Linked DNA regions of Mus musculus: regions 2, 3 and 4 are each linked to region 1. Evidence: chromatin contacts called from public HiChIP or PLAC-seq and promoter capture Hi-C data. All regions are on one chromosome and are shown on one strand. The core of a region is the stretch at or near the end of the contact, and the rest is flanking DNA. Distances in the headings are between cores, read along the strand shown.

Region 1 (6,902 bases), core at 3,178-5,677:
CCCATGTTATAAAACTTTCTTTGAATGATAAGACTGGCCCACGGTGCCTAAACCACACAATGTGGTTCGAGCTGAATACCTACTGTCCTTCTGGGAGTCCAGGGCATTGAGAGCTGCAAAGGAGAGGATGATTTTGTGTTTAGCTCCAGTACAAACCTCAGGCATTTAGCCTTTATTACATTTCCCTGGACACAACACATAGCATATGTCGAAGCTTGTTTCTGGAGTGGGGAACCCTACACAGCTCCACAGGGTCAGGACTTTGGGACCTTAGACCTTGTCTCCTTTAAACCTTGTCCAGACTCCTTTGCCTTACAGATTCTGTCTTATATTACTGTCTTATTTGTCTTGGTGGACTTCTGATAGAGACTACCTATGTTGAATCCAAAGTCTATGGGATGAGTGCAAGAGGCTTATCCTCCTCTCTGTTTTGGTTTCCTCCTAAGTAGAATTGGCAACAGAGCCTGGAGTGCCGGCTCAGCCAGTAATCTCTCATTGCACACTGCACACAGCACACTGCCTGAGGGCTCAGATTCTCACTGCTCGGACCGCCTGAGTTGGATTATCACAACCAATGTTGGGTGGCTCACAACTGCCTGTGACTCCAGCAGCTCCAGGAAGCCTTAACATCTCTGTCCCCTGAAGTCACCTGCACATGTCCGAACATAGATACACAAACATACACATAATAATTAACAGCAAGAAATAAACTTATTTTTAAAAAAAGAATTGCCAATAAAAGTGCTTACCTCAGAGGGCTGTTGCAATAATTAAATGTATTAATGGGAGGTGGCATGTTTTAGGTAGCACCTGAGACATATGAGGTATATGCAGTTTTAGCTATAATTGTCATTTTACACTAAGAATGCAGAAGATATTGACTGCACTCCAATTCCATCCTTTTGAATGACTTTGGATAAGTCATTCAAAGTCTCCCTGTGAGAGGAAGGAATAGGCATAATGACTCCAGAATGTACCCAATGTCTGAACGTTCAAATACTTTAAGGAACTCTTTCTACTAGAATCACGCATACTTTCCTCTAATTATCTGAGCATGTCACCCTAAAATTCACCATATGGACCATACTGTTTCTACCGCTCATTTATCATTTATTTTTTGCCCTGTGAATGTGAGCTTTGCCCAGCCTCAAACAGTAGCTTTTGGAACAAAAGACTTCTCTTCCTCTTCATACAAACCAAATATTGATTCTTCATTCCACCCTAATGCATGTGTTGAATACATGCCAAGTTCTCTTCTAATGAGGCATTGGGGGAAGAAATAAAACCCAACTTCTTATCTCAAAGAATCAGTACTGTAGACCAGCCAATAAGATGTTCTTGCAATAGGTTGCGATTAGTATAACAATAAAAGATAATGTCAAATACACTTTATTTCTTTCTACTGTATACTTTCTATTGTACACAAAAAATGTCTACAGAAGAAACATACTGAATCTTGAGTGATACTTAGTTCCCCAGATGGAACTAAAAATTAAAAGGAAGTATCCCTCTTGTGAAGAAAGTGTCATTGTGAAATTGTAGCCTAACCCAGGTTAGACCTGAATGGATTGAGTAGAACATCTGTCAAGGGAGTCAATCAGAATGTAGTAGGGATTCCAAGCTGGTTATAAGAAGGGAGGGCCAAAAAGAGTAGTGGGAAATGTGTAACATGGAGAAGCAAATGAGTAGAGATCTCAAGAACAAGGGAAAACATGCTTTCACCATCAGCAAAAAAAGGCTACAGATTTGCAAAGGGAAAAATTATATAGAATGAATACATTCTGTATCACATAGAAATGCATTGAGCATTGGAAGTATTGGTGTAACATGATAATTTTATGCACACAAACATGAATATTTGTGTATATGAACATATGGCCTCTAATAGTTTTGTAAACATAACCATGAATATATGTGTGTGAACATATGGTCACTGCCTCTCCACTAAGAAGCAATGAGTGCTACAGTACTAAGGAGCAAGCCTTAGATCTTGTAATCAAATATCATCTTCAAAGTAATCAAGACTTCTTGGAGAAACAGCTCCTGTCAGTACCAAAGCAGGAAGAGCCCAGAATGACCCTAGAAAATCCTACTGTGTACAAAAGCATCTAAGCTTAGAGAATGGTAAGATTGGCAAGATGGCACAAAAAAAATTTTTTAAGAGTTTCAACTGGCCAGATATAAAACTACTTAAATTTCTAAGTAAAAGAGAGTAACAGGTTTGATCAATTTTATAAAACAGGAATCTATGAATCCACAAAAATACAATAAATAAATCGAAAGCTTAACAAGAAGAATTTATTTCTCCAAGTAGCTCCCTACAAAGGACATCTTATTAAAAGTAAAATGTAACTTACATGGAAAAAAATCACAAAAATCCTCCTATTCAAGTTATTTACCACTACCAACAATGGGAGAAACAAAAATTTGAGACCATCAGATAAGACAGTGAGAATACAATGCCATTTGTTACATGTCTGTCAAATGAACACAACTAAATCAAATCATGAAGAATCCTCAGTCACATAAAAATAGGATCTATCTATAGTATCTATAACACAACTGGCCTGAATTCTATACAAGTTTAAGACCTTGAAATCTGGGAAAACTGGATAAACATTTCTCATTAAGGAAGTCTAAAACACGATTGTGCTAAACAGAAAAAAAGAAAAATAGCTCCTTACTAGATCCTCATACTGGGAAGTCTTACTGATAATTGGAAAAACCGGAATCTGACATTTGTGGACTAGACACTGATAATGTGTTCACAGAAACTTCCCATATTCGAAGGTTGTACTTTTAAAAGAAAGCATCCCATCTGTGAAAAAAACACACACTAGTTTTGGGGGGTGGGGGGGGTCATGGGAGAAGTCAACTTACTCCCAAACTTTTGAGAAAAACAATTTTTTTGTACTACAACATTTAATTCCTTGTAACTTTAAGATCATTTCAAATTAAGCAAAGTCATCCTTACATAAAACATTTCATCACTTAAAACTCTTCTTCAGCTTCCCATTGAAAAGGGGGAGGACTTTTAAGTTTATTTTTAAAGATTTGTTTATTTTTATGCACATTGGTGTTCTGCCTACATGTCTGTGCAAGAGTGCCAGAGCCTCTGGAACTGCTGTTACAGATAGTTGTGGGCTGCCATGTGGGTGTTGGGAATTGAACTCTGTCTTCTGGAAGAGCAGCCAGTAATCTTAACCACTGAGCCATAAAACCTCTTAAAATGAGCTGAAAGCTGTTGGATGGTCGTTTCTACCTTTTGGTCTTACTGTGATCTGTGTTTCATATTTTTTCCTTCCTAATTACAGATATATTTGAATAACTAACAGGCTAATGTGTCCCTCTATCATCCAATTTATTAGGAGCAGAAAGTCTTTGCTCTTGTTACCCACCAGTACATATCCCAGAGAAGAGAAAATGTTTTACACACTGCTTTAAATTACTTGTGGCATGCTGCCTGTGTGTCTGTGTTTTCTCTGCTTTTCCTTTCCTAAGCATCTCCTTTGAATCCTCCCTTCAGGAGTTGCAAACTATGTAAGATGCAACTCCAGTCCTTTACAATAAAGCTTTAAGAAGCTTCCTTACCATCTAAAAATATAAGTTGAAATGTATTCACTATGGTAACAAAAACCTATTAGTTTCCACTTGATTCTTCAGTTCTCTGTTTTGCTTTTAGATTTTTTTCTAAGGAGTTTTGGATCACCGTGGCATAATGAACTAGGTTGTTTAAGTGTTAATCTTATTTTCCTCAATTTTTAGTTACCCATTTATTTTCCATTTTGACATGTGTATGATAATCAGCTGTATCTCCCGAGAATATTTTAGGGCTGAGTTAACGCGTGTGTACTTCGGCCAGTTCCTGGTACAGGTTAACAGCTGCTACTTCAGGCTCTTTCTGATATTTCTGCCTTTGTTCGTTATACTTCCGCTTCTTTCCTACAATATGTTGGTTTAGCAACAGGTCCTACAGCCATAAAATTATTAACTGACATCTGGTTAACTACCCAAAGACTCACTATCAATTTCTACTTATTTCAAATCACTACCACCAGCTTCCATCACTTCCTCTTTCAGGGACTTTAATGTGTCTACTTCAACGGTCAAAGTGTCATGACTCAAACACTGCAGTTTCTGTAACAAATCCAGTAAAGGAGAGGATCAGAAGGCAGATTCACAAATCCAGAAATCCTGTAGAACGCTTCATATTTGTTGATACATAAAAGTTGTAAACAATTTTATTTCTAGAAAACTTTAATTATTCTGTCCGGTCCCTGGCAACGGGGTCAATTCAGACAAGTTCTCCACTTTCTGCCAAATCTGCCCTTTCAAGGATACCCACCCTTTAACCAAACCTCCAGAGAGCCGGATCTCTCCACCCGGGTTTTCCCGTCGCCCTGGCAACGGGACCGGAAAAGGCGGGCTTCACACCCTTCCTTCCGCCAGCGGTTGACTACGGCCGCAAGATGCCTGTGGGCCGCGCTGCGGGATGCTTCCCTATCTCTGGCTAGGAGCGGGACCCGCAGCCACCGCCGCAGCCACACAGAAGGCCACGTCAGCCTCGGCGGTCCCACCCGTCCCTCCCTGCTGGCCACCCGTCGGCCTTCGCCCACGCCTTTCCCACAATGCCCCGCGCCAGGCCCCGCCCCGCCGGCGCGACGGGAGCGGCAGAATTGCTGCTGCGCGCGTTCGCAGGCAGCGTCCGGTCCTGCCGGGTCCGGAGCTCGGCGACCTGAGGATGGGGCAGTAGCTGAGGACGCCGAGGTGGGCGCGGGCCGGGCTCCACGCACTGCGGGGGCATCAGGGAGGGAGGACGCCAGACCCATCCCACCGCCTCGGTGCCCCCATTGCGCCGGGTTTTCACGGCCCCCTCCACCCCACCTCTGCGAGCCCCCTTCTGCTCGCACTTTCTAACTCGGGGTCTCTCTCCCTGGTCCGACCTGGGACCTCAAGGCGCACCCTTGCCAGCCCCGTACCCTCTGTCTTTCGCCTCTCCCCGATCCCGCTCTGGAGCGGTGGCAGCATCCCTCATTAACACTGCGTTTACCTGCAGCCTCACTGGCCCCAGGCTGTTCAGTTATTCCCAGGCTTTGCCTGAACCCACCCTAAGCCGAGGGACACCTTATCCCAAAGTCGCCTTTGTTGAGATTTGTTCTTCATTTGTTTTCCTTCCTGATGGTTGTCAGTCTGGGTATTTCTGTTTTACTGTCAGTATATTTTACAAAGGGCTATTAGGGGAGGCGGGTGAAAAAAGGGAGTTAGACGTGAGGTGAGGCCTGTTCCCAGGTAAGGAGAAATACTTAGAAACATATCCGGACTTAAGGGAAGAGAGCTGAAACTGAGGAGGTTAGGGAAGTTAGATCTTTTTTTTTTCCCCCAAAGCATTTGAAGATATTAAAGAGGACTAGTTTAGCTGTAAGGTTAAATGTTAGGGTTTTACCCTCAAGCAATGCCTGGTGCTCTTTGTTTTCCTAGTTTTTACTCCAGACAGGAGCTTTACAGTGAAATTGCATTGATTTGCAATTATTATAAAATATCTTCTCTTGGTGCTAACACTTTAGAGAACTTGTGTGGCCTGCTTTTTTAAGTTATCTATTTTTATACTGATGTTCTTAAACGGTTATGTAAAAAAGTACAACCCTCTTGGAAAAGCTTCATGCTTCCTTGTTTTTCCCTCGAAGGCATTCTCTACAAATGAGATTAGATTTAAAAAAGGAACTTGATAAGCTTTCCAGGCGTGGAAGGAGCTGAAAGGGAGGAGGTATTAGAAAGGGCAGCGTGCTGGGAGAGAAAAGAAATACTGCTGAGTCTTATCCTGGTAGCATCATATTGACCAGAGCCTTTGTGTCTCTGTCCCTGTCTCTCTCAGTATCTCTGTCTCTGTCCCTCCCTCCCTCCCCCATCTCTCTCTCTCTCTCTCTCTCTCTCTCTCTCTCTCTCTTTCTCTCGCATATGTGTGCCTGTGTTTTTCTTGAAAGCTAGCTAGCTACTACTACTCATTACCTTTTTCCTGCTATCAGTGATTTTACAAACATGCCTACCTGAATACAGGGGCAAGGGAGGGTCCTGGAGAATAGGGGTTCAAAGCTATTCACAGGGATGTGACCTTCAGTGTGGAAACTGTATTACTGGCTGTGTCGCTTGACAAATCATGCTATAAATGTTAAGTCTGAAAAGTATTTTAACTGCCTGGTTTGCTCTCTTTAGGTTAACATTTCTGAGCTGTGTTCCCGAGATGCTTGATTGACCCTTGAAGTTATGTGGACAGAGATTCTCACGTGTGTCTATTTTAACCACCGGACCCAGCATTGTATCTTAATGTTCACATAAGTCAGAACTTTCATAAGAAAGAGAATGGGAGTCTGGTTAAACAAAGATGACTTTATCAGAGACTTGAAGAGGATCAGTCTCTGTCTTCTGATACTGTACGTGGTCGTTGTGGTGGGCACAGATCAGAATTTTTACAGTTTACTTGGAGTGTCGAAAACTGCAAGCAGTAGAGAAATAAGACAAGCCTTTAAGAAATTAGCACTGAAGTTACATCCTGATAAAAACCCGGTAGGCAAACTTTCTCTTTTAAATATCGGGATATTTATACTGATGTGCTTAAACGGTTATGTAAAAAAGTACAACCCTCTGGGAAAAGCGGGTTTTCACTCTTTTTAAATCAGTGAAATGCTTAAGCATACTGTCGGAAATTGTAATTTGGGAACTGTAGATGTAATTCAGAAGTAGCGCCCTTACACAGCAGGCACACGACTCAGGGGTTCGATCCCCACCACCTGAAACCCAGTTCATCTGTTAAAGTAAAACCAGGAGAAGCCAAGTACAATGATTTTGTTGGCATCAGATACATAGTTACCTCTTCTCTGTAAACTGATTTACAGCAGAAGTAGAGA
Region 2 (7,140 bases), core at 88-2,587, 300 kb after region 1:
ATGTGAAATTTGTTAGTAGAGTGCTGGGTATATAGTTAAGTGCTCATTGTTAGATACATGGATTGATTTATAGTTAGAGCTGTTTCTGAGGAGCCTGTGGTCAACTAAATGAAGCAAACAATTTACAGTTCACTTTGGAATCCCCAGTAGATATTGTGGGCAGATAACTCCATTTGAAGGAGAAAAACTTTGGCTCATATCTCAGGTGTCCATAACAAAAACTACAAACTGTGTAGCTTAAGCAAGAAAAATTTACTTCTTGTGGTTTGGAGGCCTAGAAGTCCAAAATCAAGGTGCTGGCCTAAGCAAGGCTCCTGGTGTGTTTGTTCCTCTTCCTTGACACCCACTTCTCCCAACATCCTTCCTTAATCTTGCTTCATCTAGTACAGTTTTCATGAAGCCATTAACCTTGTCGTATGTCTTAATATAATACTAATTATTTCCCAGAGGTCCTCGCTCCAAATATTTGAACACTTGGACTCATAATTCCAACTCATTTTGAAGGGGCACAAAAATTCAGCCCATAAACTTTGTTTCGAAAGCAACAAAATGTTTGTATGCAGTGCTGAAGAATACATTTTTCTAAATCTTAACGTTATGCACTGTACTTAAATGATCTTAAAATTCCATTTTATTAAGGGTTAATAAGGAAAATTTCAGTTGAAATCTTGCAGTCCCCGTTTGCAAAAAGCAATCGTCTTTTGTAAGCAGAATCGTCATTCTATTCATCTGTTTGGTAAATGTTTATGCTTTTCCCAACTACGTATAGACTTATTACCATTTACTCTGTATAAGGCGTTGAAAAGAAGGAATACACATATATTTTAACCCTTGCTAGTCTGTAGAAACATATACTTAAAACAACTTTTTAATGTAGATTCTATTCAGTTGGAGCCTCACTAGCAGACTCAGTGGTTCTATCTAGTCAATGTTTCTTCTAGAACTAACGGCAGAGAAAAAAGTGAAGGCAGAGGAAACGAGGGGCAGCCCCTGGGGCCTTAGGCTTTTGTGAGTGAGCCACAGGAGACTCACACTGGGGTGGGAAAAGGCCGTGAGGTCAGCTGCTGTCATCTCCGTAACCAGTCTAACACTTCCAGAAAAAACGAGACATCAGCTCTCTCCAAATGAGTCTTAGCAATGAATATTCCCCCACCCCCACTCCCGCTCCCCGGGTCCAAAACTAAGCTAAGATTAAAAAACCAAGAGTGAAGGAAGACACGCCCAGATAAAAAAGCATCTGAATAGATCCGGAAGACCCCCAACTTCCGTCAGATGAGAAACGGCATCCAATCGGCGCCCGTTTCTTAGCAGCCAATCAGCTCTCACCTTACAACGGTGCTCGGGAAGCAGGCCTGGGCTGTGCTCTTCTCTGGAAGGGGTGAGGTTGTCACTGCAGGGGCCAGCTCCAGTAAGTGGCTAGTGACTGACTAGCAGTGCAGTGCCTTTTTTGTTTTGTTTTTTATTTCTTTTTTCTTGAGCTTGCTGCTTTTCCTTCTCCGCTCATGTAATGCACTCCCTGAACCAAGAAATCAAAGCATTCTCCCGGGATAATCTCAGGAAGCAGTGCACCAGGGTGACCACGCTAACTGGAAAGAAACTTATAGAAACCTGGGAAGATGCCACAGTTCATGTTGTGGAGACAGAGCCCAGCGGTGGGGGTGGTTGTGGCTATGTGCAGGACCTTACCTTGGACCTGCAAGTTGGCGTTATTAAGCCCTGGTTGCTTCTGGGTGAGTAGACTGACTCGCCACTTCCTTGTGGAGTCCTAGGCTGGGTTCCTTTGCCATCAGCTTCCCCTATGCACACTAATTCCCTATGCACAATAATATCAGCTATCCTGATGTACAGTTGAAATGTTTACTTTTTTAGGTTAGGAACAAAATAGGGACGTGTCTGCCCGCACAACCTTCTTCTGAAAACATAGTAGCACTTTGACACCTGATGATTGAGTTTTAGAAGAAATGTTCCTCTGTTTTTCTAACTTTCTTTAAAAGATAATGGGATGTTGTATTTTCTTGTATTATAGAAAAGACTATATCCTTTAAAAAAAATGCAAAAAGCAAGTGGCTCCTTGGCTGTTGAAGGGATGTTGAGGGCACACGTCCTTCCTGTGGCTGCATCTGCTCGTGGTGCCTGTCTTTGGGTGTTAAACACAGGGCTTCTGCTTCATAGCTATGAACCCGATGGTCTTATTTCTTGTGCTATGGAAATACTGAGTTCGTATACAAGCATCGCCCACAGATAACAAAAGAAACAAGCTTGTAAGAGAACTCACTTGTTACCTTGTTGATCTGGGATGGTGTTCTGTAGAAACCAGCCTGTTCCATAAGTCTGCATTGGTGTGCATTTATGAATGAGAAATTAACACTTGGACACAGAACCAGGAGTTAGACACACCCACAATATGAACTATACACAGCATATAATTGTTTTAAAGATCTTCAAATAGGGATTATCTTTATATTACAAACAGGAATTGGCATTAATATTGGTTAAGTAATTTGCACAGGCAATAGATTCAGTAAATAGCAGAGATGTCCAAGGGGATTAGGTCTAAGTCTGACTGACTCTTGCACACCATCATAGTACTATGTTGTTTAAGGCTGGACTTACATTAGGTGTTCCAATTCATTTATCCTCTCAAAACTGCAAAAACCCATCTGCTTACATTATTTTTTAGTTTGTTTATTTTGTGTGCATGTGTGCATAAGTGTATGCGCGTGTAGTGTGTGTGTGCATGGCACTACACCTCCCCAGCTCCTGTCTGCTTTCACTGAAGGGACATCCTATAAGGTTGTTTTGGCATTGTGATTTTTTTTTTTCTTTTGGCAAAACTCAAGTCCCACCATGTATCCTAAGAACTGTCACATACATTTTCTCTAGATTGACTCAATGAATAGGACCAGATAAAATTTGCAGTTTAGAGAAAAGAAAAATACCATCTTCTAACCAATGAAAAGCAGAAAGTGAAGTGACTTTTGGCTGAGCTGGCTAGTTCAGATCTTATGTCTTCATCTAAGAATGAGATTATTTATATTCATACTTTGCAACCCCCCCAAGCGTTTTCTGACCTCCACAATTGATCACCAACTCTATCTCTGTCTGTCCTTTGTCTGTCTTTCTCTCTCCCTCTCACCCCCTCTTTGTCTTTCTCTCTCTTATGTACACAATAAACAGAAAAAAAAGTAAGTGAATAAATTAGCAAATACTTTTAAAAAAAAAGAATCTTAATTGGCTGCAATTAGAGCTGTCTCAGAAGCTGAGAGAGGATAGTAACTAGTTCAAGGCCTGCCTGGGCTCCAGAGTGAGGTCGGATTGAGCAACATAGTGAGAGTCAGTGATAGAGTACTTGCTTCAACGCCACAAGCACACCTAATACACAGCATTTATGTTTATATCAATATTGTCTTAATTTGGAAGTCACTTAGAAAGTAAAGCAACTATAGTCGACCTGACCTGTCTGCTTCAGATATGGAGAGAGAGAGAGACAGAGACAGAGACAGAGACAGAGACAGAGACAGGGACACAGAGAGAGAATTACCAAGGCAGTCAGTGTAGGGTGAAAAGGGAAATAATTTCATTTAAGTTATGTTACAATTTTTTATTATTTTAAAATAGAAACAGAATAGAATAATTAGTTTAAAGATATATTAACTACTAAACTAAAATTAATGTATCTGAACCTGTTTACCCATCCCAACACAGTTAAAACCGAGAATCACCTTTTTAGTCATGAAGTATTTCCAATTGATAAAAGTCACAGGATGGTGAGAGAACAGAGTTTCTGTACCCACCACACATATTTACCAAATGCTCATATTTTGGAAGTCCAGCTTCCAAGTAGACAGAAGCAGAACACACATTCTGCTGACCAGGTTTAGTAAGGAGCCTCTCAGCTTGGAATCACTGTGTGCTTGTGACCTCTTGGTTATCATGTGAGAGAAGCTGGCTGATTCCTAGATATGGAAGGGGATGGAAAAGAGCATTGTTTATGGAAATGGAGCCACAGAAAAGTAAAATTCTCGAAATCCTTTATTGCGAATGTCCTATTTGATCATTTGGGAAACCTGCTATACTCTGTCATTCATTCTTTGCTTTTTTTATTTGTTTGTTTGTTTGCTTTTTGTTTTTGTTTTTTGAGACAGGGTTTCTCTGTATAGCCCTGGCTGTCCTGGAACTCACTTTGTAGACCAGGCTGGCCTCGAACTCAGAAATCCACCTGCCTCTGCCTCCCAACCAAGTGCTGGGATTAAAGGCGTGCACCACCACCGCCCAGCTAATTGTTTGCTTATTAACTAGAGCCAGTCTCCAAATGTGGGAGAGTAGAGAACCATTTTCAATAGAAAGAGCCGGTGAAAGGCACAGCACTAGCGGCACACAGTGTGTGGGTGGGAGCCCATGAACCTCAAAGCTACTGAGTGTTCCCTCTCCTGCTGCCCTGAACTCTGTGGGTGTCTGATTTCCTTAATACCCTTTTTCTTTTTCTTTTATAAAAGAAAGGGCTATTTATTGTAACCCTGCGTTTAGTGTTTTGTTCGGTGTACTTTGTTATTCAGCAATACATATTTTTATTTTCTATTGTTTATTTCACAGCATGCCTGGAGCTTATGTGTGTATTACGGATCTAAACTCAGGTCCTGTGTTAGTAAAGTACTTTTCCCGCTGAGCCATTTCCCAAGCCCCTGAAGCAATTCTATTTCCTAATATATTGAGAACATGATCGCCATGTGTTACCTATTTTAATGTTTGTTTCCAGTGGTACATATTGCGGGACAGATCTCACTATGGTAATCTTTAAATTCTGAGCACCTCTGTTGGACTAGGAGTTGTTTTGCTTGCTGGTTTTGTTTTTATTTGTTATATGTTGAACATCCTGAGAGGTAATCACTGCAGCACCTATGACTTTAGTGTAAATTATTCAAAATGGGAAAGTCCATAGATTATAAAAGATAATTTTCCACGATGAATATTACCAAATTTCCCTTCCCAAAGCTGGTTTCTTCCCATAATCATTTTTACCCCCTCTGTTGTGATTTTTTTTTTTTTTTACATTTTTTTATTCACTTATTTTATTTATATGAGTACACTGTAGCTGTCTTCAGACACACCAGAAGAGGGCATCAGATCCTATTACAGATGGTTGTGAGCCACCATGTGGTTGCTGGGAATTGAACTCAGGACCGCTGGAAGAGCAGTCAGGGCTCTTAACCACTGAGCCGACTCTCTAGCCCACCTCTGTTGTGATTTTTAAGAGAATCATTACAGAAAGTTCCCATAACTGTACTTATGTTCAAGGTAATATGATTTATTTCCTCAGGGTCACAGGATGCTGCTCATGACCTGGAGCTACTGAGAAAGCATAAGGTAAATGAAGAAAATGGATATTTCAACTCTGGCATCACATACAGGAAGATGTCCATTCTTCTATGGGAAGGATTGTATCCCTCACTTTTGCATAATTTGGATTGATCTGTATCACTTGGGGTATCCTTTTAGTAGCATTGCTGAAATAATTGCATCTATTTTAAATATATAGGACTGTAATTCATCCTTTCAGTTTTGTGTTCTTCTCAGATTCCTTCATGCCCTCATGAACTGGACTCTGGCAGGGCTTATTTCTTGCCTCTGCTTTCCCTCATGTCAGATTTTCCCTCATGTCTGCTTGTCACAGATCTACCTATTCTCGCTCCTGGCTCATATTCCAGTCTCATGGACACTGCTTCTGACGACCTCGCTTCACACAGCCAATAGGATTTATTGCTCATTTTCAGTATTTCTTCAGAGTAATTTTTAGCTATTTGCTGTTGTCAACTCATGTTAAGTGGTTTGGGGTTCTTATGCACTGAGTGGACCCAAGAAGAAGCCAAAGGTGTACAGCCGGGCATTGTGTGGTTGAGTGCAGAGTGATGGTGCCTTTAACCCAGGTTTGTCTTATTTAGTTTGGGGCTTGGGGGCTCGGGAAATGCTTCTTGGAGGAGGTGATGCTTCAGTTTTGCTCTGAGAGGGGTTGAGAAAGGAACAGGCATCTTAGGACTCAGATGGAAGAGATGGGGTGTGTAGACACCCCAGAGCTAGAAAAGAAAAAGGCTGACATTTTCAGGGACAGAAACAGCTCAGAAAATGATGTGAGAGCGAAGATAATGAGTGAGAGAGGTAAGCGTAAAAAAAGAGTATGGAGGGCCATGTAAAACCAGTGCAAGTTGTCTGGAAGTGATCCAAAACATGGCAGAAATCCAATGAGAGGTTTTATCTAGGGAAATAGCAGGATTACATTGGCTTCCAAAAAAGATTTCTCATTAGAAGCCGCATGGGAAATAGACTGTGGGAAATGCTTGAGCTAGAGATGGAGAGGCCAACTGTGAAGTTATTTTAGTACTCTTAGAGAAGATGATAGTAGTGGATTTGAGATATGCTTAGATATCCAAATCCTTACAATTCAGTGATTGCTTAGTTATAGGGAGAAGGGGCTTCCTAGTTGGTTGCTGGACTGTTTAGGAAGGATTAGGAGTTGTGGCCTTGTTGGAGGAGGTGTCTCACTTTCAAAAGCCCATACCAGGCACAGTCTCATGCCATCTCTCAGTGTGGATCAGATGTGGGCTCTCAGCTACTGGTCTAGCACCATGACTGACTGGCTGCTGCCAAATCTCAAGCAAGCCCCCACTTAAACGGTTTCTTTTAGGAGTTGCCTTGGTCATGGTGTCTCTTCCCAGGGGTAGAACTGCAAGTAAGAGAAATTGGGTGGCACCAGGAAGGCGTTGAGTTAAGGCATTAACATTAAGGCCAATGTTAGAGAAGTAGAAGATTCTGGAAAGTCACTCGAGGAAAGTGTAGACGTAGTAGTATGGATCCAGGTGCACATACCAGGAAGGGCCTACAAAGTATGCAGGGATGTATCATTTATGGAAGTAAGGCAGAAAGAAAGCGTATAGGTAAGGCAGTGAGACCTGATGGGAAGATGTAAAGGTTGCCATGACACTTTCAGAGGAGATCATCTCCTCTAAAAGGAGCAAACAAGGCAGCAAGAGACTGGTAGGGCAGCTTGTGTGAGCTGACTTCTCTGAGAGCATTCATCTCACTGAGACTTCATAACTGGCAACTGTGATAAAGGTGGGAAGAGCATTTCGGCTGAGAGAAGAGCTG
Region 3 (7,447 bases), core at 2,212-4,711, 450 kb before region 1:
CTATTAGACATGAGAAGGAGATAAAGGCGATACAATTAGGACAGGAAGAAATCGATAGGACTTTTACCCATTAAGGGTCATAAACGCTTCTCCTACCTCTGACAAAATATCTAGCAAGGTAGTGGGATACAAAATTCATACATACTCTTCTTGCTGTTTTCAAATGCCCACCTCACTGCAAGAATTGTAACATATCTTCCTGAAACCTGTTAACTACTGAATAGTGGAGAAAAGATAGAGGCCTAAGAAATAACAGATTGATGGTAAGGACATATTCTTCAGTCTAGATGAATAAATCTAACCCAAACTGGACATTCTAGAATATTAGAAAGCATTTGTATTTTTAAAAGCCTGGTATCAAACAAAATCTACATACACCAATTCTAGACAGTTATATTCAGCTCCCTTGGAGAAGGCTCTCCTGAGTGAAAGTGCTCTTTTAGGGAGCATTTTAACTACAAACTCACTTTATTACAGTGAGCTTTCTTCACACAGTGGGACAAAGGATTTACACCTTTCCCCTGACAATGATTAGCACGATGCTCTGCACATCTGAAGATGAGCTCGGGTGTGAGGAGTGCTGAGATGGTGGTGACACCTTGGGATTCTCATATAGCTTCAGTAGACACTGTATCACCTTCATGTTTGCATCCCATCTCAGATAAGAAACACACTCTCACTTCAGGGACTGAAGGTTGTTTGGTAGTCCATAGCAGATTAGCATGGCCATATAAACTGACAGTTACTGACTATCGAGCAGACATCTTTCTGTTTTCATGTTTCCTATTTTCATTTGTTATTGTGAGACATATTCATATAAGTGAGAACATCTCATATTCTTGGTCCCATGTTGGTGAACCTGTTTAGAAAGGACTAGGAGGTGTAGGCTTGTCAGAAGAGATGTCTCCCTGGAGTGAGATTTGAAGTCTCAAAAGCCCACACAATTCCCACTGCCCTCTCTCTGTTTATGGTTATAGATCAAGATGTGAGCTTTCAACTGTTCCTTTGTGAACTCTAACCTCTGAAACTATAAACCAAATCAAAGCCTTCTTTTATAAGTTGTCTCAATCACAGTGTTTAATCATAGCAGTAGAAAACCCAACATACAATTATGTGTGTATGTTATATACGTACATATAGATTCCATGCATACAAGAGAATAAGCATGAAGAGGTCAGATTTAGGATGTGTTGGAAGGAGAACAGACAGGATTTGATACAAGGAGGGATGTAGAGTTTACAATGTTTAAAGTCATATGCATACACATGTATGTATTGTATACTCCGTATCACGATCATCTTTAGCACCTATGCATTTTATAAATATGTGTCTTAATTAGGGTTTCCATTACTGTGATGAGACACCATGACCAAGGCAACTTGTATAAAGGACAACATTTAACTGGGGCTGGCTTGCAGGTTCAGAGGATCAGTCCATTATCATCAAGGCAGGGAGTATCCAGAATCCAGGCAGATATGGTGCAGGAGAAACTGAGAGTTCTACATCTTGATCTGACTGCAGCCAGGAGAGAGACTGGCATCCACAGTCAGCTAGGAAGAAGCTCTTTCAAAACCCACTCCCACAGTGACACACTTACTCCAGCAAGACCACACCCACTCCAACAAGTCCATACTTCCTAATAGTGCCACTCCCTAGACTAAGCATATTGAAACCAGCATCATATGCATAGAAAGTCTCCTTTCAGACATCTAAAGTCTAACTTCTTGCTCATGCTGTTGCACACATACTGGTGCAGGTCTCTCTCTTTTGTTTCACAGTTTGGAGTTTAGTCTACACTTTCATCTTTCTCCTAGATGGCATAAAACTGCCTCATTTCTGAACCTGGGTGACATTTTTGCAACCCAAACGAAATAACATTTTCTGCTATGTAGTCAGAGAAATCATTGTTAGATGTTAGTTGAAATCACTTACATGTCGTCTGAGAGATAACCCTACATTTGGCTTTCCTTTTGGGGGACCAAATAAATGGCCTGGTCATCTACATCTGGAACTACATTCCCCTACACTATGCCTGCAGAGTTCCAACCTGCCCCCTTTCTCCCCTTTTTCACAGGCTTCCCTGTTTCTTGTGTGGGAGGCAAGCTAAAACTCCTAGTTTGTACATGGCTATTCCATGCATCTGTTGGAAAAGGTCTGATCTTCCATGGCAGGCTGCTCCCTAGCCCTCTTTCCCCTATCCTCTTCTATTTATCTACACCATCACTTTCTTTGTGAAGGCTTTCTGCACATCCCTATTTCAACTACACTCCTGCTCATGTTTAGCATCACTGACCTTCCTGAAGACTGAAGCAGGTCTACTCAGTTTCCTCTCATTATGAAACCACAGTACCTTTAACAGCCAATGCACACAGTGGTTTCTACTCTGGATACCCAATAGTTCATAATGCTTTTATTCATTTAAAATTATCCACTGCAATTACGCGCGCGCGCGCGCGCGCGTGTGTGTGTGTGTGTGTGTGTGTGTGTGTGTGTGTGTGTGTAAATGTATCTGCAGTTGTCTACAGGGACCAAGAGAGATCCTGGGGCTGGTGCTTATCATGGGTGCTTGGAACAAAATCTGGGGCCTCAGCAAGAGCAGCAAGTACTCTTAACTACAAAGCCATCTTTCCAGCCCCAAACTTTTACTTTTGACTAAAATGCTAGACACTCAGATAGATACAGCAAGAGCTAGTGGCTTTGCTTGGTGCTGGCACAGGCTTGCAAGTACCAGTGACAAAGCACAGGGGTTCTTACAGAGTTTGTCATCATGTTACTATCCCTTATTTCACATCTGCATGGCCACCATCCATCAGCACACACATCTGCAGCTCAAGTGACATAAGCAGGAGTATCCTTTCTTAGCTAGCAATGGGACCAACTGTCTCATGAATGATCAATTTCAGAAACCAGCAAGAGTTTGTGTGTTTTATAAAAGAAGCACATCAAGTGGAAGAAAGCACAAATTATTAAGGAATTAGCGACTCCTTAATGGTAGCATCATCAACAACTGTACCTTGGGCAGCCAACTCTTTCCACCTCTCTTTGTTCTGCTGAATGATGTCCACCAGGTTGTTTTTGAAACTCTTCAGATCCACAGCTGAGAGCGAGTAGTCTGGGGCATAGCTCCCATCACACACGGAGCCTTTTGTATTTGACCGCCTCAGAGAGTCAGCAACATGGAACCCAATCATGGTGGACGAGCTACCATTGACAACGAAAAAAAAAAAAAAAAAAAGACAACTAGGTCAAGAGACCATACGAGACAGGTTTATAGACCCATTAAACAACAGTCACATGGGCCCAGATGTAACACGTGGCAGGTGCTTAACACAACCCCCGTCCTCTTTCCCACATGGAGTGTATTCTGACTATGATGTGGCTTCTACTCACTCCTCCCAGTTCCTTCCTCCCACCTCCCCTCCCATCCATACACCATTTGTGGACCATGATCAGTTGCAAAGGGAGTGCACTACAGTATATAGACACTAGATGGCAGTACTACCTAATAATTACTGCAAGAACTGCAGGCCTACCTTTGAGGAAAAGAATAATTACTGGGTAAAACCTTTAATATATGCAAACGAAGACCTATTATACCTGCTTGCCCCGTAGTTTGAAGACTGTGACTTTGAAGCTTCCTCTATAAGAGGAATGACAATTTTCTCTGTTGAGTCCGTCAGGAGAGAAAACGTTGGCTCCACTATGAAATCAATGAAACCTAAAAAAGCAAAGCACACAGAATGGGAGATCCAATCAAGAATCACAGTTTCCTAAACCACACGGTAAGCCACAGTGAGGACTTTCTGGTACACATGCAGAAAAACAAGTGCTCACTAGAGAACTGGCTAAGCTGTGGACAGTAACAACCTTCAGAGGCAGCTACTTTGGGTAATAATGCATTCAGTAGTGAGAGCTGATAAACTAGACTTCCTTAGCCCAAGGATGTGATCTTTCCTATCTGACATTTTACGCCTTATGCTGTCCTAGCTCTTGAGCCAGTTCTAATGATCAAGAATGTCTTTTCTTAGGGCCCCCAATGGAGGAGCTAGAGAAAGCACCCAAGAGCTGAAGGGGTCTGCAACCCTATAGGTGGAACATCAATATGAACTAACCAGTACCCCCAGAGCTCGTGTCTCTAGTTGCATATGTAGCAGAAGATGGCCTAGTTGGCCATCATTGGAAAGAGAGGCCCCTTGGTCTTGCAAACATTATATGCCCCAGTACAGGGGAACGCAAGGGCCAAGAAGTGGGAGTGAGTGAGTAGGGGAGTGGGGGGGGGGGGTATAGGGAACTTTCGGGATAGCATTTTAAATGTAAATGAAGAAAATACCTAATAAAAAATTGGAAAAAGGAAAAAAAAAGAATGTCTTTTCTTCTCAGTGAGAGGACATTACTCTTATGAATGGTCTTCGTTTGGTTTTTGGTTGTTGAATGTTATGCACACCAGAAAAAAATAAATTCTATCTAAACTCTAAGAAGACCAGATAATTAAAAGTCCCCAACCCTCAGGCCACAGAAGGACAGCCACTTTTATTTTATCCTATTTTTTTTCCTGACTGCATCAGAGTGATTTATCAGCACATCCTTATTTCAAATTGCTGTTTATTATTCTCTGGATGTAAAGCATTCGTTCACAAAGTGTGGGCATATGCTGCCGAGCCAGCAGAGAGGACACTACAATCTCCAGGCGACAGCACTAATCCCACCACTTTGAGATGTCAGCATTGAGTGCTGACTTAGATTTAAAGTGCTCATCAAGATGGAGAGTGACAGGCAAAGAGCAGAGCCCTGACCATGGATGTGTTTGCTTCTTAGTAGTGAGGAAAGGGGGATTAAAAACAATAACCATTTTAAGCTCTGGGACTGCAAAACCTTGTGGCCCCAAGAGCTATTAGGAGCTTCTGCCTTGAACCCACTGGAAATAGATACTAACATCTAAATACAAGAAAAGAAGGGTCTGGAAGTGACATACATGCAAATTATCCATTGAATGCTTGCCCAAAGTCGTATATGCTTGACACTTCTCAAGTATATGTTGGGACACATCTCAAAATTTACAAAAAATCCTACAATAATCTTGTATCTTAATACTTGAATTCAAAGTGAAGTTAACTGTTCCCCTAGACTTTTAACTCACTAGAGCAGGTAGACTGTCCAGTGAGTCCGTACCTCTTTCACTAAGAGGAATGTGTATCAGAGCCACTAGCCACCGAATCAGCCCAGCTTGCTTGATGAGATTCTGAGTTTACAACATCCACACTTTCTGAATGGTGATAAACACCAGATGCTGTTTTATTGGCTGAACAGTGTTTGGAAGTTGTCTGGGAGGGGAAAGGGTTATAGCCAGCCACTTTCCTACTGTCCTGAAGCTCTGTAATAGCTACACCAGAGCCCATGTCTGGAGAAGGGATACAGATTCATACATCACATGGTTCCGTAAGGGGGAGGCTGGCTGTCGGAATATTATCAGAGATGGGCAAGCATAGGAAATAGTTTAGTAACCTGGGACTCAGCTGGTTGTGTTACACATCCCTCTTGTCAGTACTGCTCTTGGCAGTCTAGCTCCTTGTATGCTCCGTGCATACACATATCCCTCTTTATACAGTTCATCTAACAACCATAGACTGCCACCTGCATCCTGTTACATCTATAGCCCTCTAAAGATAATGATAGGATTCCACTTCCCTAACAATAGTCAAAGCTAGAATAGTTTCTATTCCATCAGAAGCATTCTAGGAAGTGGGCTACGTGGTAGGAGAATGACCATGTGGTCTAATCTAGCAATCAGAATATAGAGCTGCTGTAAGTATATCCCTTAGAACCTGGCCTCCCCTTCCTTCAGAAGACATCAAGAGACTCTGGGCTGTAACATGGGTCCCTGGTCAGGGAGATCTATTGCTTTCCTTTAAATTTAATTCCCTTGCTATTCCTGAAAATTTTGTATGGGCTTTTAATTTAACTCCTTGGCTAAGAAGACAAGAACCTGGAAACACCTGACCTTGGCCAGCAGTAGTGGTTTATTGAATGCATTTTGTAAAAATACTTCATTGATTTTTCCTTCAGCATTAGCTAGATCAGCCTGAAGCCAAAGCTTATCCTGAGTGTAGAGTGAGGTTGGTCTGGAAGACTTTGAACTACATAGTACCTGCATTTGAACACCAACAAGTCCCACCCACTTTTCGGGGCCACCATTCTTCAAAATTACCTATTTGCGACTGGGCAACCATTGTTGACTTCCGATCACAAAGTGGAGAAAATGGAAGCCCTAATTCAGCTTCTTTGTCTCCCTGGGGAAAGAAAGGTGAATCACTGGAATCAAGCTGGAGAACTTAAGAAAATGTGTAGTCTAGATATAGTGACTTAAAACAACCACATTTCTTTAAAGCAGTAATACCTACACAGTTATTTCATTAAAGTCTATTTTCTCCTAAGGAATTTTCTAGTGCTAGTGCATCTCTAAATATCTTTGTAGTATCCCAACCCACTGACTCTAAAGTGAAAAACATTTCAGTTTTCTGAAGACCCTATAGTCACTTCAATGCATTATTGGGAGATTAATTGACCACCAAGCTTATGGATTTTTCTTCATTTTTTTAGATTTTGCTTCACAAAGCTTTAAAAAGCAAGATTTTTTTTGTTGGACTGCTCTTTCAAATGAAATATGCATGAGTATTTTGAAATCTCTTTCTTCTCATCGACTAAGATTTATTAAATATCCCACTACAAATAATGTTTTTATCATAGGTCTAGAATACAGTTCAAGAATATCATCAGTGGTTAATTACTGAATAACAATATCCTTAAGAGTTTACATTAAAATACTAATGGCACTATCATTGTTTAAAATAGAAATGACAGACTATAGCCTATATCAGAAGAATAATATTAAAGACAGACATTTATTTGGTATTTACAATACAATTGTCCTTGACTGACACTATAATATTTGCATTTGGCTGATGTTATTGTTAAATATCTGCTATGTATAGCCTAAGAACACTCTAACAGGATACCACTCAATAGGCCTATTTCTATATTATATGGTTCTTTGGAAGACTGAAAAGGATTAATTAGGGTTGAAAAAGGCATGTTGATGTTCTGCTCTGTGTAAGCTCCATTTTAAAGACTGCAGTTAGCACATTTTCATCTAAGACGTAAACACTTGACAGTGACATGCAGATCTGGCCTTCCTGTGGATGGAGTTGGGGAGGTTAATGTTGTTTTTCTGCTTCATGTACCTTTCAATTAATTTAGAATATAAAATTCCTATTGCTAAAAGCACTGGATGCTAAAAATACATTAATTATTCAATTTCCTTATAAATATTTCAAAGTGTTATTTATTTTTTGGAATGAATAAAGGCCATGGGTACCAGGTCAGCAGCAGGGGGGCTCTGAGCCAGACCATGAAAGAACTAAACAGAACACCTTGGACAGGGGAGAGATGT
Region 4 (6,707 bases), core at 769-3,268, 270 kb after region 1:
ATTCACGCATTTTCCATTCTAGTCAACACAAGAGCCTGAATGAAGTTTCTCAAAACAGGAAGTGAGAAACACTGAGAAAAGGCAGCGATCTGGAATCCGAAGTTTAAATGCTTAGAATTCCACTTACTATTACCCATGGAATTAAAGTATCAAAGTTTGTTTATACTTATACTATAAAAATGTTTAGTGACTTGGCCAAATTAAAGACAGTATTTTACTCAAATACTCAAATCACTTTTAAGGTTACTCTCACTTCCTCTTCTAGAAACCATCATAACCATTTCCTCTAACCACAAAACCACAGGTCTGGTAGCTTTTAGGAACATTTGACTTGCTGGGGTTTCGCATATAGAACTTAATTTCCAAATTTCTTAAGCAGTGAAATTCAAAGGCTCTCATCACTGCAACGTATACAAGCTTAATTCTTCCAACCCCCATGAAGTTACGATCAAGGGGTGGATGTCATGGTCATGGCACAAACGCAATGGGTTCTTCCTAGCTCCAAACTGTGCTGGGTGTAGAGACAATCATTAAAGCCAAGTGAGTAACCAGAACAACACAGCTATCCCATTCCCAACGTTTACTATTATTCATTTAGAGAGTGTGCTTCAGAATTGCAGTGTCAAAAGCTAACTGTATAAACTGAATAAAACAAGTTTATACTGGAATGCTTTGATTCTAAATTTTAAAAAGAATCTTCAGGATACTCACAAGCAACCTATATCCTTTTGATATGGTCAAAAGTATATTTCACGATATATAGATAGATAGATAGATACACACACACACACACACACATATATAATTTTATAAACAAGATTATTAAAGAAAAGACACAGATACACAGAACCCCGCAAGGATGGACTGGTATAAAGTGTACCAAAAGGAAACTTTTTCTCTTTACCAAATTCAGTGAGGCTTAAAATAAATGGATTTGAGGTTGTTTCCCTCTAAGGTAAATTAATGGCAATCCTTTTCCACCTTTAGATCTACTTTTCTTCACTTCGATACAGCCTTCCACTCCCTAATCTGAAGACACTCAGATTTTCAATGGGTCCACTGTCTAGTTGCTCAAATCCTCGTACTATGTTGCGAAGGAGATAGCAACGGGAGCACACTCGGTCTTTATTTTATACAGCCATTGTACTTTAAGGAATGGTGCTTTGGTGCTAATCAGATAGGGTTGGGAAAACTAAAATGAGGAGGAGTAGGGAGTAAAGGTGGTTATTCCTGTTCTAGTGACTCACAGCCTACAAGTATTTCAGACGAAAACCGGTTCCACCCTCACTTCCCCCTCCGGTCCATCTTCAAAATGAAATTATCCCAAACGTCAACACGCTGTCGTGGGGGTGAGGGGCTTGATTCAGGGAACGAAAAATCAAGTGGCCAAGTGGGGACCAGAGGGTCGATCGCCGCATTCCCACACTCGCAAGCCAAGAACCCCGGGCCCGTTCGCCGCAGCCCGGGAAGGCCGCGCGCCCTCCTTTCCTCCCCGCAAACCAGAGCGCCGCGGCGGCCATGCGCGGCCCGGCCGGTTCCCGCCGCCGGGAGCCGGGAAATGGCTCCCGCCTGCCCGCCCCGCGGCTCACTCTAGGCCGCGGCGCATCCCGGAGGCCCCGCGCGAGCAGGCCGAGCTGGCGCCCGCGGCCTTTTCCCCCGCCGCACCCCGCCCGGCCTCGCCGGCCCGTGCGCACCTTCTTGATGTTGTAGAGGCGCGTGAGCATGCCGACGCCCCGGTCGTTGAGGATGGTGAGCTTCTCCGCCAGCTTCTGCTGACTGGGCTGCAGCACGGAGCGCGACATGGTGCGGCCGCCGCCGCCGCCACCGCCGCCGGGCGCGCTACTCCCCGGCTCGCCGCCTCCCTCAGGCCCGCCCGCCTGCCCGCCCGCGACCTCCGCCTCAGCGCGGCGCGCCCATGCCGTGCGCCCACCCGCGCCGTGACACAGCAGCCGCGGCGCTCGCTTCCGCCCGCCGCCCTTCCGCCTCCACCCGCGGCGCTCTCCGCCCCAGTACACCCCCCACTCCCGGGCCGCCTTTCCCGGCTCCTCCGCTAGGTGTGGCGGCGGCGGCGGCGGCTGAGAACGAGTCGGCTTCCCGCAGCCGGGACCGGCGCTCGGTCACCTGATCGGCCGCGCCGGCGCCCCCGCGAGGCCGCCGGGAGAACTGCGGCCGGAGCCCGGGGTCCGGAGCGCCCCGCCCCGCCTCCTCCGCTCCGGGGACCCCCAAGCCGCGGTCCTGGACTTCCCCCGAAGTTGTCCCCGCTCCCCACGCCCCAGGGCCCGCACCGCCGTGGGGACGGGGACGGTGTGTTTCGGGAGACTTTGGCCCCGAGAGGAGCCTGGCGGCTCCGAGCTTGTTTTCCTCCCACGCCTTGACAGACGCTCCAGGGAGAACGCGGCAGATGTGTGCTCCGCACGGCGGGCAGCGCCTCGCCACCTCCCGGTGCTCGCTCCCGCCTCCAGCTGGCTTCGGAGGAAGGAGGTCGGAAGTAAGGGCAGCTCGAGTTCCTTAGATTATTATGAAGGGACTTATCATGGACCAGCACCCATCCGGAGGAGACACGAATAGGCTCTGGCATGTGGTAAGCAAAATAAAAAAGCAAAATAAAAAACAAAACAAATTTTGTTCCGAGTAAGAGGGTTCGCTCCCAGCCTCCACCATAAATCCCAATCGTTTCTGGAATTCTACTTTTCCACCCCATCACCAACCAAATATTGTTTGTCATCATCTCACTCCGTGTCCACTCCTCATCACACAGGGTTTCAAACTGGAACAAATTGTGTCTCCATGTGAATGACTACAATGAAAACTTGCACTCCAGGGGACTTGGGATATTTGGGGCTTTACCTAATATAGTCTAATTGTGTATCGTATTCATGAATTTAAATCAATCAACCCACCACCTTCTATAACAAGGCATTCTGAAGTTAGTAAGAAAATGGATTCACAGGCGGACAGTGGTGTTGCACACCTTTAATCCCAGCACTTGGGAGGCAGAGACAGACAGATTTCTGAGTTCGAGGCCAGCCTGGTCTACAGAGTGAGTTCCAGGACAGCCAGGACTATACAGAGAAACCAGTATTGAAAAACCAAAAAAAAAAAAAAAAAAAAAAATGGATTCACCAAAGCAACTTTGTAGTGAAATGTAACAAATTGTTTCTAAGACATTTTAAAAAGCTACTGTAGCGCCTAGTCTTCCAGAACTCTACCAGAGAGTATACAGAATTCCTTAAGGGCTGTTTAATACTCCTGGTGAAGGCTGGGCATGGTGGCACATGCCTTTCTTCTCAGCACTTGGGAGGCAGAGGTAGGCCAGGACTATACAGAGAAACTCTGTCTCTAAAGACTTCTGACACTCAGGGGGCAGAGGTGGGCAGCCAGAGGTACACAGAAAAATCCTGTCTCAAAACAAAAAAAGTTCTAGTCCTGCCAAAAACATCTTAACATTTATCTGTCGGTGTGCAGTCTACATAGAGCTACATACCTTGAATGTATATTCTTTCTCTACCTCCACCCCCCCCTCCGTTCACGTCTCTCTCTTTTCATCTCAAAGACCATCTATTTAGCTCTATTGAGCTCTATTGAGCTATTTGTTCTGTTATTGACTAATTGAGGCATTTAACTTACTTGGTTTCTTGATAAGCTGGTAGTTAGCATTTAAGTTTACCGGAGGCTGGGGGCTGAAGTCTGAGACAATTAAGAGGACACTGAGAAGGAAACGCTGCTGTGAGGGATTGGGGACAGCCAGGTAAGAAAATGTACATGTGCTGGGTGGAACGAGCGGTGTGTGTGTCTTTAGGAAACCGGGATCATTTCTATCAAGACGGCGGACAACAGCATTTTTTAAAGATTTTATTTTATTTTATTTTATGTGTATTTTGACCTCCATGAATAAATGCACTGTGCTCAAGTCTGGTGTACCCAGAGGCCAGAATAGGCTGTCAGATGTAAAACAACTCTTACAGAACTTTTGTTTCTTTGTAGTTTGAGGTAGAAGAGGATGTTGTTTTGTTTTGTTGTCTTTTATAATGCCATCTCACTCTATAACTCAGGCTGGCCTTGAAGGCTTAGTTGTTGTTTTAGCTACTTTAATAGTGTGATTAAAATACTATAACCAAGGCAACATATGAAATAACTTATTTAATTGAGAACTCATATTCAGAGCATTAGAGTCCATGACCATTGTGAGGGATGTGGTGGCAGCAGGTAGGCAGGCCTGGTGCTGGAGCAATAACTGAGAGCTTACAACTTGATCTCCAAGTATGAAGCAGAAACCTAACTAGGCATGCCATGTGCTTTTGAAACCTCAAAGCCCATCCATACTTCTTCCAACAAGGCCACAGTTCCTAATCCTTCCCAAACAGTTCTACCAGCTGGGAATCAAGTGTTCGAACCTGAGCCTATGGGGATCTTTTGCATTCAAACCACCACAGTTCTCCTCTCCTGCTGAGATTATAGGCATGTAGAGCATGCCTGGCTTCCATATGAACTTGAATAGTTGCAACTGTTTATACCTTAGAGTAGCCAAGAGAAGAAATCTGTAGATAATGTGTTTGTTGGGGTTATTGTCATAGTCACTGTCCTATTACTGTGAAGACATGTGTCTACCATGACTAAAGCAGCTCATAAAAAAGAAAGCATTTAATTGGGGGCTCGCTGACAGTTTCAGAGGCTTAATCTGTTATCACCATGGAAGAAAGCATGACAGCAGGAAGCCTGGCATGTTGGTGCTAAAGACTACATCCTGATTCAAAGGCAAAGAGAGATTCTAGGCTTGGTATGGGCTTTTAAAACCTCAAAAGCCCACCCACAGTGACACAGTTCTTCCAAGAAGGCCACACCTCCTAATCCTTCTAATTCTTTCAAATAGTGCTACTCCCTGGTGACTAAACATTCAAATATATGAACCTGTACGGGGCCGTTCTTATTCAGACCACCACAGTTACTATTGCTATGATAAAACACCATAACCAAAGTAACTTGGGGAGGAAAGAGTTTATTGGATTTATACTTCCACATCACAGTTCATCATCAAAGTCAAGACAAGAACTCAAGGAGGGCAGGAACCTGGAGGTAGTAGCTGACACAGAGACCATGGAGGAGTGGTGCTTCCTTGCTTGCTCCTCGTGGTTTGCTCAGCCTATTTTCTTCCCCCTATCCTCATAAAATAGGGATTCTTTATGTAGCCCTGGCTGTCCTGGAACTCACTCTGTAGGCCAGCCCATACCAAGCCTAGAATCTCTCTCTGCCTTTGAATCAGGATGTATTCTTTAGCACCAACATGCCAGGCTTCCTGCTGTCATGCTTTCTTCCATGGTGATATCGGATTAATCCTCTGAAACTGTCAGCGAGCCCCCAATTAAATGCTTTCTTTTTTATGAGCTGCTTTAGTCATGGTAGACACATGTCTTCACAGTAAGACCCTCTCCTTGACTCTGGCCTTGGAAGTCCCTTCCTTTCCTTTTCTGCCCAGCTATAGGCTTATAAAATAGTCAGGAAATGCTTCATAAAAATGACAATCTGGAGGTCCAGACTGCTAACTGCTATCTCTAGGTACAGAAATCAGCATGTGGATGAATACACAGTGCACAAAAACATCACCCAACACACACACACACACACACACACACACACACACACACACACACACACACGCTCGTAGTTTTTAAAAAGTTCTTTTCACTTAGTCAAGAGAATTAGATATCCCAAATGATATAGGCGATAGCCATTGTCCTTGGTTGCCTCTAAACAGAGCAAAAGTAAAAGGCAAGACTTTATAGCTGAAGACACTACACACTTCACACATAGGACTTGGAAGAATTGAGCTGGAACTGATCTGAAAGCCTCCTACCTGAAGATTGGCCTTCATAATATGGGAAGGTGTTACACAAGCTGCCAAGAGAGGAAAAAAAATCAGTTGTCCTACCCAGATGTAAGTCTACCAAGCAGAAAAATAACCACTCTGGCAAGAAATCCGCAAGGGTGCAATGGTGGCACTTATGTATTGGGAATAACAACTCTCTAACTGGACTTAAGGTTCACTCAATAGAATGGAAGCCATGCCTGGTACTGGAAACTTAGCTAACTGTGGTTGGTCATAGACCCTAGAGAAGAACTACTACTGCATGTTTTCTAAAGCAATATAATTCCTAGCTGCATTCTAAATGCTACTATGTATGCCCATAGATAAGTAACTCTAGCTTCTCATGAAAGAGGCTTCTCTTTACAGCAGATGGAAACTGTTACAGGGATTCATCCACTTGTCAAAATGCAGAGAATCAGTGGCTGTGGGCTGCCCAACCCAACTGATGTATCTGTACCACAACCTCTACAGCTAAAGCTCACGCACCATTGTGAAGGAAGGGGTAGGAAGGTTATCAGAACCAAGGGCCAGAACCTCTGCTTCGAGATTGTTTTTTCTGTATATGACTGGCAAGCTGAACCCATGAAGTCTCAATAATATGGTCCCTAAACAAGACTCACACAATGACAACACCAACTGACATGCCACTGTGGGCCGGGGGAACCTCACAAGGCCCTATCCCTAGATGAAGAGCTGTAGTCAATTATTTAATGGCTGCTGGGAGAGGAAGGCTCAGTCTCCTCCAAGGATGAGTTCACTAGTGGAGTGTTTAATTCCAAATGCTCGGCCCTAAGCAAACATGCATACAGGCAGCAGCTCAATAGACTGAATTTATACATGCAAG

The links. HiChIP or PLAC-seq counts read pairs in DNA pulled down with a chosen protein or histone mark. Capture Hi-C pulls out chosen DNA fragments and counts their contacts.
Region 2: a contact with region 1 is called in a promoter capture Hi-C map of liver. The contact joins the promoter of Dusp19 here to the promoter of Dnajc10 in region 1. A contact is called at or near these places in 9 of 39 promoter capture datasets (the C10 cell line, the HPC-7 cell line, cranial neural crest and 5 more), 4 of 484 Hi-C or Micro-C datasets (CD4 T cells, nephron progenitors, pre-B cells and 1 more), 4 of 115 datasets of contacts at active chromatin or transcription factors (bone marrow-derived macrophages, embryonic stem cells and thymic regulatory T cells) and 4 of 9 other capture datasets (adipose tissue, liver, macrophages and 1 more).
Region 3: an H3K27ac HiChIP or PLAC-seq map of DN3 thymocytes shows a contact between it and region 1, with 9 times the contacts expected there. The contact joins the enhancer-like site here to the promoter of Dnajc10 in region 1. A contact is called at or near these places in 13 of 39 promoter capture datasets (the HPC-7 cell line, cancer-associated fibroblasts, cranial neural crest and 9 more), 3 of 484 Hi-C or Micro-C datasets (cardiomyocytes, cerebral cortex and cortical neurons) and 22 of 115 datasets of contacts at active chromatin or transcription factors (DN3 thymocytes, the NIH/3T3 cell line, bone marrow-derived macrophages and 15 more).
Region 4: a contact with region 1 is called in an H3K27ac HiChIP or PLAC-seq map of microglia, with 10 times the contacts expected there. The contact joins the promoter of Nckap1 here to the promoter of Dnajc10 in region 1. A contact is called at or near these places in 14 of 39 promoter capture datasets (the 3T3-L1 cell line, the C10 cell line, cranial neural crest and 9 more), 16 of 484 Hi-C or Micro-C datasets (CD4 T cells, CD8 T cells, LSK cells and 11 more), 13 of 115 datasets of contacts at active chromatin or transcription factors (CD8 T cells, the SCID.adh cell line, bone marrow-derived macrophages and 10 more) and 3 of 9 other capture datasets (adipose tissue, liver and pancreatic islet).

What each region holds. Positions count from the first base shown.
Region 1 is chr2:80,311,039-80,317,940 of GRCm38.p6, forward strand. Dnajc10 (DnaJ heat shock protein family (Hsp40) member C10) reads left to right here and starts at 4,428. Exons shown (of 23, transcript NM_024181.2): 1 at 4,428-4,767; 2 at 6,211-6,561. The coding sequence starts at 6,358.
Region 2 is chr2:80,615,877-80,623,016 of GRCm38.p6, forward strand. It overlaps Dusp19 (dual specificity phosphatase 19), which reads left to right and starts at 1,338. Exons shown (of 4, transcript NM_024438.4): 1 at 1,338-1,730; 2 at 5,318-5,364. The coding sequence starts at 1,508.
Region 3 is chr2:79,862,025-79,869,471 of GRCm38.p6, forward strand. It overlaps Pde1a (phosphodiesterase 1A, calmodulin-dependent), which reads right to left. Exons shown (of 16, transcript NM_001159582.1): 12 at 6,206-6,287; 13 at 3,598-3,718; 14 at 3,014-3,201. Among named protein-coding and RNA genes, the nearest start is that of Ppp1r1c, 160 kb to the left of the region's middle. Within about 2 kb of position 3,462, at least 12 of the 459 cell types and tissues checked have an H3K27ac peak or open chromatin away from gene starts, as enhancers often do. A contact at or near this core is called in DN3 thymocytes, where this site is marked.
Region 4 is chr2:80,579,164-80,585,870 of GRCm38.p6, forward strand. It overlaps Nckap1 (NCK-associated protein 1), which reads right to left and starts at 2,019. Exons shown (of 31, transcript NM_016965.3): 1 at 1,695-2,019. The coding sequence starts at 1,802. It also overlaps the pseudogene Gm13688.